Linked DNA regions of Zea mays: regions 2 and 3 are each linked to region 1. A link is a contact called in public Hi-C data. All regions are on one chromosome and are shown on one strand. The core of a region is the stretch at or near the end of the contact, and the rest is flanking DNA. Distances in the headings are between cores, read along the strand shown.

What was found. Hi-C and Micro-C count contacts between places; a contact is called where the count stands out from the background.
Region 2: a Hi-C map of endosperm shows a contact between it and region 1, with 3 times the contacts expected there. The contact joins the promoter of LOC100280056 here to the promoter of LOC100191894 in region 1. A contact is called at or near these places in 3 of 25 Hi-C or Micro-C datasets (ear, endosperm and leaf).
Region 3: a contact with region 1 is called in a Hi-C map of bundle sheath, with 4 times the contacts expected there. The contact joins the promoter of LOC100276871 here to the promoter of LOC100191894 in region 1. A contact is called at or near these places in 4 of 25 Hi-C or Micro-C datasets (bundle sheath, ear, endosperm and 1 more).

Annotation. Positions count from the first base shown.
Region 1 is chr10:26,252,318-26,256,420 of Zm-B73-REFERENCE-NAM-5.0, forward strand. It overlaps LOC100191894 (shikimate dehydrogenase 1), which reads left to right and starts at 2,127. Exons shown (of 10, transcript NM_001137318.1): 1 at 2,127-2,419; 2 at 2,669-2,774; 3 at 3,521-3,739. The coding sequence starts at 2,169.
Region 2 is chr10:26,694,102-26,698,204 of Zm-B73-REFERENCE-NAM-5.0, forward strand. LOC100280056 (VIN3-like protein 1) reads left to right here and starts at 2,260. Exons shown (of 4, transcript NM_001152996.1): 1 at 2,260-2,478. The coding sequence starts at 2,442.
Region 3 is chr10:25,915,960-25,920,062 of Zm-B73-REFERENCE-NAM-5.0, forward strand. It overlaps LOC100276871, which reads right to left and starts at 2,086. Exons shown (of 2, transcript XM_020544992.2): 1 at 1,523-2,086; 2 at 747-1,423. The coding sequence starts at 1,831. The coding sequence ends at 1,043. LOC100277005 reads left to right here. Exons shown (of 13, transcript NM_001150680.2): 13 at 1-132. It also overlaps the pseudogene LOC103642351.

The DNA of each region.
Region 1 (4,103 bases), core at 877-3,376:
GACGATGACCATACACAAGCATTACATTTCCTAGCACACAAGAATTTAATCTTCCTTCAGTATTTTTTCAGCGGCTTCATGTAATAGTCTGTCGACGACTTCGTCAACGACTTTGTTAGCGACATTACATCCAAAGCTTCTTTCATGACCGGGTCAGCTTCGGGGTTGTATGGCTCCGGTGGTGGAGAAAGGCCGGCTGTAATAAAGTATATGATGGTAAATTTCGAAGCTAGAAACGAACAACGAAGCAAAAAGTTTTAAATAAAAATACCTATAATCATGACGCGTTCAGCAGATTCTTCAGCTTGCTTAACTTCTTCTCGGGCGTCGTGAGATTCTTTCTCGTTCTTTTTAATGGCTTCATCAGTCATCTCACGACCACCCTTCATCCACACATCGAAGTAGAATTTACCGCCCAATGTAGAGGCCTCAGTCGAAGGGTCTCTAGTGTCATCAACTGAGAGAATGGATTCTACCTGGGCTACGACCTTAACATGTTCACACCGGCTTTTTCTAAAATTGCCGCGGCCCCTCGGGCACCGGCAAAAGCACAAAAATCCCCACAATCGCTAAGTATCTCATCAAAAGCTTCAGCCTCTTCGCCTATCCACTGGACAACACCTTCGGGATCACCACGAATAAATTTCTGCTCCGAAGAATAAGCTCCCACGTTTGCAAAGCTATCTTTCAGTTTCTTCGTGCATTTCATGGATACTTCGTAGCATTTTTCCTTGGAATCCCGAAGTTCTTCAATGTTCTTCTGCACTCTGACTCTTTCCATTTCACTTATTTCTTGCTTAGCCTTCGCAAGTTCAAAATTTTCATTCATTTCGGCAAGCTTTTTTTTAAAATCTTCAACCTCGGCTTTGTAAGCTTTGGCTTGTGCGTTAAGCTTGGCTTCGCTGGTTTTCAGCCTATCCACTAAGGAGAGCAGTATTTTGTCTTTTTCAAAAGCAGAATATTCCTGGAGCAGCTTTTTTCCTTTGGCGAGCAAATCACGGAGAGAAACGAAATCGAGGCTATTTTCCTTGCTGAGCAAACCACCAGGAGATGTTGGCCCTATTAGGTTTAGTTTTTTTCTGATCAGCTTTTTTGACAATCTAGCTATGAGGAGAATGTAGCTATGGGAAGAATCTAAGTATTGTGAGGATTACGTGCGAAAAAAGATAAAGATGTTCATAAGGCTCAGGGTCTTGAAAGTGCAACGATTTGATAAATTCTCTGTTCACGTTAACTTTAAATGATTTTTATCGAATCGATTCTTATAAAACAGTGCTGAAAATCTGAGTATTTGACTGTCCGTAGTAGATTCTAGTTGACACAAGTTAAAAAAAAGCTGAAACAAAAGAGCCGTTGTGTCTTCGCATGGGCTCATGGCCCCGTTCTTTTTCGTCCTTTGGTGATTTGGTGGCACCGACAGAGCAGACCTCCATATGTATTCCTTCTGCGATTAGCTCATTTAGAATACAAATTTCTTGGTCGAGCAAACCAGCACTCTGCCCAATTCTTGGTCCTTTTCTATGCCCCTTCTGCGATTAACTCTGATGGTTGTATAGATGCGTCATGTTTATACATCTCATAATCTTTATTTATAATTGTCATTTTAAGATATAATAAATGGTTGTATGAATGTATGATGTTAGAAAATTATCTAGTTGCACTCATCAACTAAACACATAGAGTCGTCACATTCTATTTCAATATAGAACCAAACATAGAATTAAACCACTCCATTTTACTCTACTCTAAAATCAAACAAAAATAGAATGACTTTATTCTAACTGACAAACACAGAACAAAAATGTTGTCAAAGATTTTGCATTTTAGCCGTATAAACAAAATGTTGTCAAAGATTTTGCAAGTTGCTGCGCTGCTAAAGAACAGACATTTTTTTTTTACTTCTGGGTAATTCCTCCGAGAAATTGACGAACCACTTCGGTTTCATCGCAGAATTTAGGATCTTTTTGACCATTTCATCGCGCATTTCGACGCCGTGCCCATGTGTTCCGTGCACCTACAACCCAAACCAGTCAAGACGGGCCACGTCGTATTCCGCCGCCCAGCAGTGCGAACGATAGTCCACCTCCACCAGTACTACCACCAACCAAAACCTCCACTCTTCCTCCCACCAAGGCACCAACCCGACGCAAAGCCGCCGGCTTTCCCCGATGGCGACGGCGATGTCAGTTTCGGCGGTGTCCCCGCCCGCCGCGGCGGTCACGCGGCCGCGGACGATGGTCTGCGTGCCGGCGACGGCGCGGGCGCCGCGGGAGATGGCGGCGGAGCTGGCCGCCGCCGCCGCGCTCGGCGCTGACGTGGCGGAGCTTCGCCTCGACTGCCTCGCCGGGTTCGCGCCGCGCAGGGACCTGCCCGTCATCCTCGCCAAGCCCCGCCCGCTCCCCGCCCTCGTCACCTACAGGTGAGTTCGTTTCGTCAGCGCCTGGTTTCCCTGCCACAGGGTTGGTGGGCGTGCGGGGGATTAGGTTCTTCCTTCTCGGAGACACCTTTTTGGCGCATTCCGGTTCCAGATTCGATAGGCAATTCCAGAGGTTTAGTTTAGATGTTTAGCATAATTCAGTGGAGCAAAATGGGGGCTAGTTTTGGTATCAACATTTAAACTGTTAGTGTTACTAAGCTAAGTGACTGTTGCTTGATTTTTGTTGCACAGGCCCAAGTGGGAAGGAGGCGAATACGAAGGCGATGACGAATCACGGTTTGAGGCTCTGCTATTGGCAATGGAGCTGGGAGCTGAATATGTGGATGTCGAGCTTAAGGTTGGGTCCTTCCCTATTTTTCACTTCATCAAGTCAATATTTTATTGCACTGCTGTTCTTTGTGGCTTATTGTCTAAGCCTCTAAGGATAAACCCAAGGCTATAGGCTCTCACTTGAGTAGGGTCGAAGGAAAAGATAAACCGAGACAAGACCTTCTTCGTGGCTCAGTGTCGATGAATATAATCTTGTAATCTGGATGTAGTGCAATACTAGTTCATTAAGTATGTGAGAATTTGATATTCTTGCAACTTTCAACAGTAAGGGCGTCTCCAATGATCTAGCTCAGGGAATCAATTTTTTAATCACTGAATAGTGCATAGTGCAGAAAAGCAAGAGACTAGCACGGACTCAAGACATAATCTTGCACATTTCACGATGTATCCATTTCTCACAGCGTGATTTTGAAGGTTGCTTGCTGTGGTCTCTTTGCCCTCCATATTTATCAGCTTAGAAATTAGATCTAGTGCTAGCTCATACTGTTGGAGACACCCTAAGTGACACTGCCACTGATTTGGATCCTTGTCAGAGCCGATCAATTGTGAAGCTTGATTAGTTATCATGTATCATTTACAATAATATTCTTCTCATAACCATGATAACTACTTGAAAAAAAGTAATGATATAAAATATGTACTACAATATTAGTAAAAGAAGCTCGCTATTTATGTACTGGTAGTGTCAATTAGCCCTGTCCTTTAAATTAGTGAGGGTGAGTCTGGAGTTGATCACTGAATTGTATTGTGCAGGTGGCTGACAAATTTATGAAACTTATTTCTGGGAGGAAACCTGATAACTGTAAACTTATAGTTTCATCCCACAACTATGAGACCACTCCATCGTCCGAGGAACTTGCAAATTTGGTGGCTCAGATTCAAGCAACGGGGGCTGATATCGTGAAAATAGCTACAACCGCTACTGAAATTGTTGATGTGGCAAAAATGTTTCAAATACTTGTTCACTGCCAGGTGATTTAGCACGTTACTATTCTTTATCGCTCCATCACATGTGATTTGTTGCCGATAATTTGGTGTCATATTATATTGTTTGTTGTCGACAAATACATACTATTCATAACCTCCTAGAATTCTGCTACTTTGAGAAAAAAGGTTGTTAAGTAACATTTTTATCAAGTGAGTTGTACTATAAAAAACTCGTCCGGGGAGAGAAAGACCGCTCTCCCGGTATTATATTAAGAAGAGACCGAAACATGGTCCTGGCTGAGAAAATCCCTGAACCCTGGCTCATCACTAGCGGGCTGTCACTGCCCACTCTGCGACGATCCAGCCGGAGGGAGGCGCGCAAGACGTAACCCGGGAGCGGGCGGCGTAC
Region 2 (4,103 bases), core at 1,010-3,509, 440 kb after region 1:
ACACGACTGGAAAACGTCTTCAGAACAAACCGTAAAGGCTGATAAGCACGGTTCAAGTCAAGGCCTCGTCTGCCAAGGGACGCGATCTCACCTCGCCCGAGCCCAGCCTCGGGCGGGAACAGTAGTCCCGAGCGGATTCACGCCTCGCCCGAGGGCCTCCACAGGCAGTGGGCGCACCCTCGGCTCGCCCGAAGCCAAGCTCGGGCAAACTTTGTCGTGCAGCGACCTCGGCCAAATCGTCTTACCAACTGACCGTATCGCATGCGCATTTAATGCGGGGATCGCCTGACACCTTATCCTGACACGCGTGCCTCAGTCGGCAAGGTCGAAGTGACCACAGTCACTTCGCCCTTTTACTGACCATTCTGACAGGAAAACAACACTGTTCGCCCTGCTCCGGCTACTGTGTCAACCACCAGGGTAAGACTAACAACAGTAAGTCACGGCCTCTCCCGAGTTCGGCCTCGGACACAACAGGGAGCTCCGCCTCACCCGACCCCAGGCCTCGGTCTCAGCCTCGGCCTCGGGGGAAGTTCTCCGCCTCGCCCGACCTCGGCCTCGGGAGGAGTCGCCGCCTCACCCGACCTCGGCCTCGGACCGACTACGCTACAGGGGATACATCATTACCCTACCTCTAGCTAGCCACCTCAGGCTACGAAGGAACAAGACTGGAGTCACATCTAGATTACTCCGGTAACAGGTAATGATGGTTCCCCGCGTGCGTCCATGACGTCAATAGTCCCCAAGCTCTCTACGGAAGCAAGGAAACGTCAGCAGGATCCATGCCGCACCGCCATCTACGCTTCTACAGGGCTCAAGCGCTTCTCCGTCGGTCACGTTAGCACATAGCTACACCCCATTGTACAACTAGACCATCTTCTTATATCTATAAAAGGGGATGTCCAGGGCCTTCCAAAAGGAGAAGGGGGAGCGGATGCAGAAAAAGTGGGAGAGACGCGGAGGAGGCTAACTCAGTCGACTCAAGGCCGAACTCCCTCTCTCTCTCTCTCTCTCTCGCCCTCGCTCAGCTTGTAACCCCTACTGCAAGCACCCCCGGTGCAAGATAACATAAGCCTCATCCCCCTCTTGTGTTCCATCTTGCATCAACCCATCTGGACAGGGGCACGCGACACAAAATTCACTAGTCGGTCCGGTTGAGAGTCCCCCGGGTCCGAAACACCGACAAATATTGTCCGTTGAATTTAAGTAAAAGAGAGAGAGTGTTATCTAACTATTTGAATCATTAGTTTTGATGATGTGTTAAGTCTGGATGTAATTTGATTGGTGGATTTAGTGAAGGTTACAAGTGTGGGAGTGATTTGATTGAGTGAATTTTGTAAATTTTAAACCGGTGAATTATATAGTATATAATAATATGTATATAAGTATAAATAGATATAGATATACAGTGGCGGATGCAGGACCAAAATTTATAGGGGCCAAAAAACCACATGACAAAATTAAGTAATACTATAAAAAACTATTTTTTGCATTGAATTCAAGTTTTATATCCATATATGATAAAAGTTTAAAGAAGATAACTATGAAACATATCGTTATTTTTTTGCTGATCGAACCAATGTCGTGTGTACCTTATCGAATGTCTATCTCTCGAAAAAGTGGGGCACTAAGAAAGGGACAAGGTCACACGATGTCTTCAGTTGAGAGACAGAGCTCGCTGATTCATCCAAGCTCATCGACTACCGGGAACGGGTTGCATCATCACTGCGAGCGAGATCGGGGCTACTCGATGGGCCAGCGTCGCGACGACAACGAGCAAGGGCAGGGACACTGAGAAGGGGGGCATATGAAAGGACTAGATTGAGCAATGTCGGGATGGATAGGGATGAATAGATAGATGCGAGAACTAGGTTGAGGAGAAGGACGCTGTCAGAAGGACTAGACTGATCTGACGAGACCCCTATCAAAACATAATTTTTTCTATATTTAACCATAAGTGTACATTAAGTATAAGAGGTTATATAAAATTGAGAGGTCATGATCTACTTTACTCCTATGGATCCGCCTCTGTAGATATAGAATATATTGGAATTTTTTAGAAATATAAAGAAGGAACGATCAAAATCGACTAACATTTCTCGAGCAAATTCAACCTCTTGCAAGTTGCACCACAAATCTGTCAGATTACCTCTCGTCCGCGTCAAAAAAAGGGAGGAAAAAGGGCAAAAGAATCTGACCGAAACCAAAGTTGCTAATAACTTGGGACGTCGTTTCCCGGCGTGCACAGCACCGCTCGATCGAGCAAACACAAACCCTTGGTGGAGTCCTCTCCGCCGCCGCGCGCTAACAACCTACGTACGCTATCGCCGCCCGCTCGCCTCGACGGGATTGGTCCGGCCGTTGGCCCGTCCCCCCCACCACGCTCGCTCCATTGGCAGGCGAGACCGTCCATCCTCCGACCCCACCCGTCGGCCGCCGGGATGGCGGCTTCGGGCGGGGATGCGCCGGAACTCGCCGGTAAGCCCCTCACGCCAGGCCCACCGCCCGCCCGCCCACCGGGTCGCGGGGTGCCCTGCGCTTTATGCCCTGTGTGCGATCGACCGCAACCCCGAATTTGTTCGGGGTTGGATTTGTTTGCTTGCCTGCTGCTGCTGGGCATGGTCCTTAGTCATCCATGGCTCAGTTCGCTTAGCTGTCATAGTACGTTGTCGCTTAGCTGTACTGCTACCTTGCCATGCTTGTATGCATTTAGTCACTAGATAATTACTCTGGTTATTGATTTCTTGCTCTTAATTGAATTCACTCGATTTTATCTTGCACGCCCCCTGTAACGCCCCTGCCAGTGAGGTTGGCCAATTTGGTGTCAACTTTTACATGAAGGATCCATAGTGACTAAAAAGCGGCATCTATTCATTTTTTTGTATGTTTTTTCACACTATACTAATAATCTGTTCGGGTTCCACCTTTTCCAATCCTATGGTTTATTTGCTGCTGTTACGATGTTACTGGCTCAGTTCGTGCTATCTGCTATTTAACTGTGAAAAGACTAAACTTTCCACCTGAAATGATCAATGCATTGTAGCCTGCCTTTTTTTGCTTTTAAATGGAATTAGGGCAGTTTCTCAACTTCCAATTGAGACAGATGTGCTTTGAATGTGTACAAGCGAAAGCTTCCATGTCTACATGCTTTATAGGAGTACAACTTTACATGTAGTTCTAGGTAACCAACAAAAAGAGGATTTTTTACATAAAGGGTTCATATTCAAATGGTTATCTGCGCTAAAGTTTCCTATCGGATGGCTCATGATTTGGCAGCAACACTTGCATCAATATCCACGATTCAATGTTTCTAGTTTAGTGTGCGGCAGCAAAAAATCATTTTTTTGGTGAAGTTTTGAGACGAAAGAACTCTCCACTAGATGTTTTATCATTTATGCATTAAAAAATAATAGATATGACAAAATCGAGGTTCTATTTTTTTACTAAATAAGTAAATATTTTTGGAATCTAGGTTTCCCAAATAAATTATCTTGCTTCTTGGGTATCCTGGTATTTGGTTTGGTTTTAAACCGTTGGATTTTGGTGTAAACTAAAAATTTATGAAGTCCTAAATTATGGGAGTAAAGTCCAACTTCAATAAATTGGGTTTACAAAATCTGTACAGCCCAATTGATTGTGTACGCTGGCTGTAATAACAAATCATAGAGCCAAAGCAAATTGTCTTGCCGTAGTTGTCAAATCATGGTATTGGAAAGTTAGGTGTCATCAGATCAAAACAAGACCTTGTGATAGGTCTTGGCACAAATGAGTAGGCACCAGCTTATTAAACGACGGAGATTTGCTTGACTCTCCTTATTTTCTCAACCAAAGGGGGAAAACAACTTTTCGGTAGCTGGCGACACCCCCTTCCACTGGACAACACATTCATAGCCTCCTCCCTGCCGGCATCCATCCCCCCTCTCACCCCTTACCCCTCTCACTCACTCACTCACTCACTCACTTGGCAGGTGTTCCTCCTTGCCCCATTTCTTCTGCCAGGATGGCGCTGAGTGGGGATCTGTTCAGATCTGCCGGTAAGCCCTAACTCGTTTAGATTGTTCGATTTTTCCGTATGGTCTCTTATTTGCCGTGAGCAGTCAAAC
Region 3 (4,103 bases), core at 836-3,335, 340 kb before region 1:
GCACTAGTTGTAGCACTGACGATGAACTTACCTGTAAATATGGCCACAGAGGCCTTGGCTTCTTCCTGCCGAAGGTCGTGGACCTGATGAACATTTTGAATGTAGCCTTCATCTTTTGGGCATTGAGTTCTAGTTGATTGATGTTTTGTGTTTGATTCTTGCCCTAAGTTTAGCTTTCTAGCCGGCGATTGAACCGTTTTACGGGCTACCGCTGCCAGCTGCCGGTGGATGAGCCCTTCCGTATTCACCTTGCCGGAAAGCTGTCGCTGTTGCTGGGCGTATCGAGGGATGTAGTTGTCGGTTGAGGGCGATTGCGCGGCGGAGTGGTTCACTTTCAATTTATAATTCGTTTAACTTTTTTATATTAAATTTGACTGACCGATCTTACTTAAAAAAATTCATAATTAGTATTACTGTGATATTGTTTAGTATATAATATACTTTAAATATGGTTTTGAAGTTTCATTATTTTCAAAACAAATTGGACAAGTCAAATTTGGCAAAAAAGACAAACGAGTTATAAATTGAGACGGGGGAATTTTGTTGGGGAATGTTTTGCTATCCTTTCACCCTTTGGTGAGCAACTAGCAGCAGCATTGCCCCATCTCATTGTCAGCTACAGTTAGAGAACGAGTTCTATCAAATTTGCTCATTTTTTTAAGAAATGGTATTCGTTAGATCAGTCATACTCTATCATCATCAAGATAGCTTGTAGCAGACGGACCTGTTCTTCTAACCATGAGATCGGAGTTCAAAATCCTTGCTAATATCAACCTGACACATTGCATTTCGTTAAATGCAAATAAAAGATGCCAAAAGATACGGAAACAAGAACATCTCTATCGTTGGATAACGCTGGCGCCGCAGATTGAAGCTACAGAATCGGAAATGTCTGCTTTTGCCGGTGTTATTACAGCACTAGCCATTTCACCTATCTAGCTGATTTCGTACCAAAAAAAAAGTTGGAGGCCATGGCCGTCGGATGAGAGGTAGCAAAAGGTGCAATCGCCGCGAGCAGCAGAAGCCATTGATTACCCATGGATCAGCAGATGCCGGTGATGTCGGCCCTGATCATCTGCAGGACCTCGGGCGGCGCGGCGGCAGCGGTGACCGTGACCACGGCGGCGCCGCCGTGGCCGTGAGGCCCCACCGTGGCCACGAGGACCTCCACCCCGCGGCGGTGGAACGCCTCCAGCACGCGCGTCAGCGAGCCGGGGCTCCGCGCCGGCAGCCGCGCGCAGAAGCACACCGCGCCGACGGCCACGGACACCTCGGGCCGCCGGGCAGCAGCGGCGCCGGCGCCGGCGCCGGCCCCGTGGAGGGGGCTGCGCACCGAGTGGTACGTCTCCAGCACGGCCACCGTGTCCTCCAGGACCTTCACGCGCGCCGCCGCGGCGTCCACGATCTCCTCCTTGCTCGCCGGCTGCGCGCGCCGTCGACGGTTTTGGCAGGAAACGACGTCAAACAAAACACACAAATGGTGAATAGGCAAGAAGCAGGGCCGTCGGGGGCAGGGACTCACCCGGTCGATGGGGAGGTTGGGGAGCATCGCGCCCAGCTCAGCATAGAGCGAGGACAGGGTGCGCCGGTTCGGCCGCGCCCTCGGCCGCCGCTCGCCAGCCGACGGCCCCGCGGTGGCCAGGGACAGGTCGAGCGGAAGCCGTCCTCCTCCTTCTCCAGCCATGGCGGAACGACGGGTGGGTTTCTGCTTCTGCACGACACGAGAGGGAAGGGGACGCGTGGGTTCGTTTGATCTTTGTCTTGGCAGGGAAGAGAGAAGAGAAGACAAGACAAGAAGCGGGTCGTGGTGGTGGCGTGACATGGCGGCCATGTTGGTGTCAGGTGTGCAGTGGGCACGTGACCAAAGTGCCGCAGCAGCTGCTTTGGGTTGGTGGTGGTTAGCCAGGAATGGAAGCTGCAGCTGGGCTGTTGGGGGGCAGCTGCAGAGGTGGGAGACCGGAGGAGTCGCTTGCTTTGGGAAACTGGTCAAGCTCGCCGCTCTGTTAGGTCCTCACAACGGGACAAAACAAACTATGAGAAAGGCTGCGTGCAGCTTGCCTGCTTCCGCCCCCCGCGGTTGTACTCAAAGTCTCAAATGAAATACCTTTTTTTTTTTCTTCCGCTTATCTTATTATTATTACTAGTCAGTTGTCCGTGCGTTGTGACGATATACGAACACCGCTGATAAAAGTATTAGTAGTAATTAATTTTAGATCACTTTATGAGATGTGCTCTCTCGACAGGAAGAAAAGGAGAAAAGACCCATTCATTTTTTATTCATCAATTAGAACAAAGTAGAAGAAGCAACTAAACACCATACATGTTCATATATAAAACACATATATTGTCTAATATCTACACATGTGGTCAACAAGATGTTATTAATCAATTACGAGATTTCCTATGGATACGCGATGTGTCAATACTAATACACCATTTTTCCTAAACACAATGATATAGGGATATGCTATTTTATAAACATTAGTAAAGATTTGTAAATAGTTTATATTGGCTAATTATTGATAATAGTTGTCTTTGGATATTCTGCACCGTGCCCCTGACATAGTAGTCGACGACCTGCTGCAGGGGTAGGCCCTTGTACTCCATGACAGTGGTCATGTCCCACTTGAGCGTGCCTGACGCGGCACACGTGCCGCATGTGTATGTGTTGAACCTGATCAGCGGTGAATCCCGAATGCGCCCGAGCATCTTGCTCATCAACCGTCTGTGGACATGGCCGCCGCACACCCCAATGTCTCTGATGCGTACACACTGATGGGCAACCCATTCATCACCATGCCCGCCTTGTGTACGTTGTCGCTGTCCATGCTGTTCGTGCTACAATTGTCTATTCGCGCTGCATTTGTCCATCCCCATTGGTGGGATGAGGTAGTCGAACTGTGCGAGCGCGAAAAGTAGGAAAAAAGAACAACCATGGTTGATGAGCAAGATGAGGAGTAAGAAAATGATGTGTTCCTCGGCCAAACATCCTATTGATGCATTGAAGGGGAACATGTTATATAAATAATAAATGTAGAAAAGGGAAGAAAAAAAAAGGAAAATCACAACTTGCTTCCATATTCTTTTACTTTTTTACCCTCTTTTTATTCCTAAATTCTGGGTTACCTTCATGCACATGGGCAGTTGGGCTTCCACCGACCACCGTATTGGGATTTTTTTTCTCCCAGAGAAGTTCTCTCTCTGTTCCCGACGCGATCAGCTCAGCTCTTCTTCCACTCCTCGGCGACGCGGTCGGTGCCCGCAAGGTAGGCCTTCTTCCTCCTCTCGGCGCGTGTGCATGCGCACACGATTGCGAAGCAGGCCGCGTACACGGCGTACACGCGCCAGTTGGCGCGGGGTGCGGCCCCTGCCGCGGCGCGGTGGAAGATGGCGACATAGCAGTGCACGCCGGCGGCGAGGCTGACCACCATCTGCGCGAGCCCGAGGGCCTTGGCGGCGTCCCGTTGTCGTCGTCCTCAGGGGAGGTGGTGCCCGAGAAGACGACGACGAGGTCCACCATCTGGAGCACGAGGTAGGCCATGAAGTCGAGTGACTGTGCAGCATGCGTCCAGGCGTAGGCGGCGGGGGAGGCCGCGTGGATGAAGCGCGGCGGCTCCAGCCCCGTGGCGGTCGCGGTGAGCGCGAGCGTCGCAGAGTAGATGGCGAGGTATGCCTGCTCCAGCAGCAGCACGTGGTGGAGGAGCGGCAGGTACGGGCCCATGCGCCACACCAGCACGGTGAGCATGAAGAGCGGCAGCAGCACCGCCGCCCACCGGCCGCCGAGGATCGGGCGCACGCCGTCGGTGATCCCAGCGTTCACCGCGGACAGGTACGCCTTCAAGTGCTGCTAGAGGCGCGCCAGGTCCGGCATCAGCGTCTCTTGCAGCCGACTAGGCAGGTCCCAGAACTCGGAGATGTGGTCGTCGGAGCCTTCCTCTGCCTGCTTGGTCAACACCACGTCCTCCTCAACCTCAACCTCCGCCGCCGACTCCTTGCTGACGACGGTCGCATTGGCTTTTGCCTTGGCGTCGGCAATCACCGGTGCCTTCTTGCCTGATTTGGTCGGCTTGGCACCGGCATCCGCGGTCGAATTGGCCGCCGGC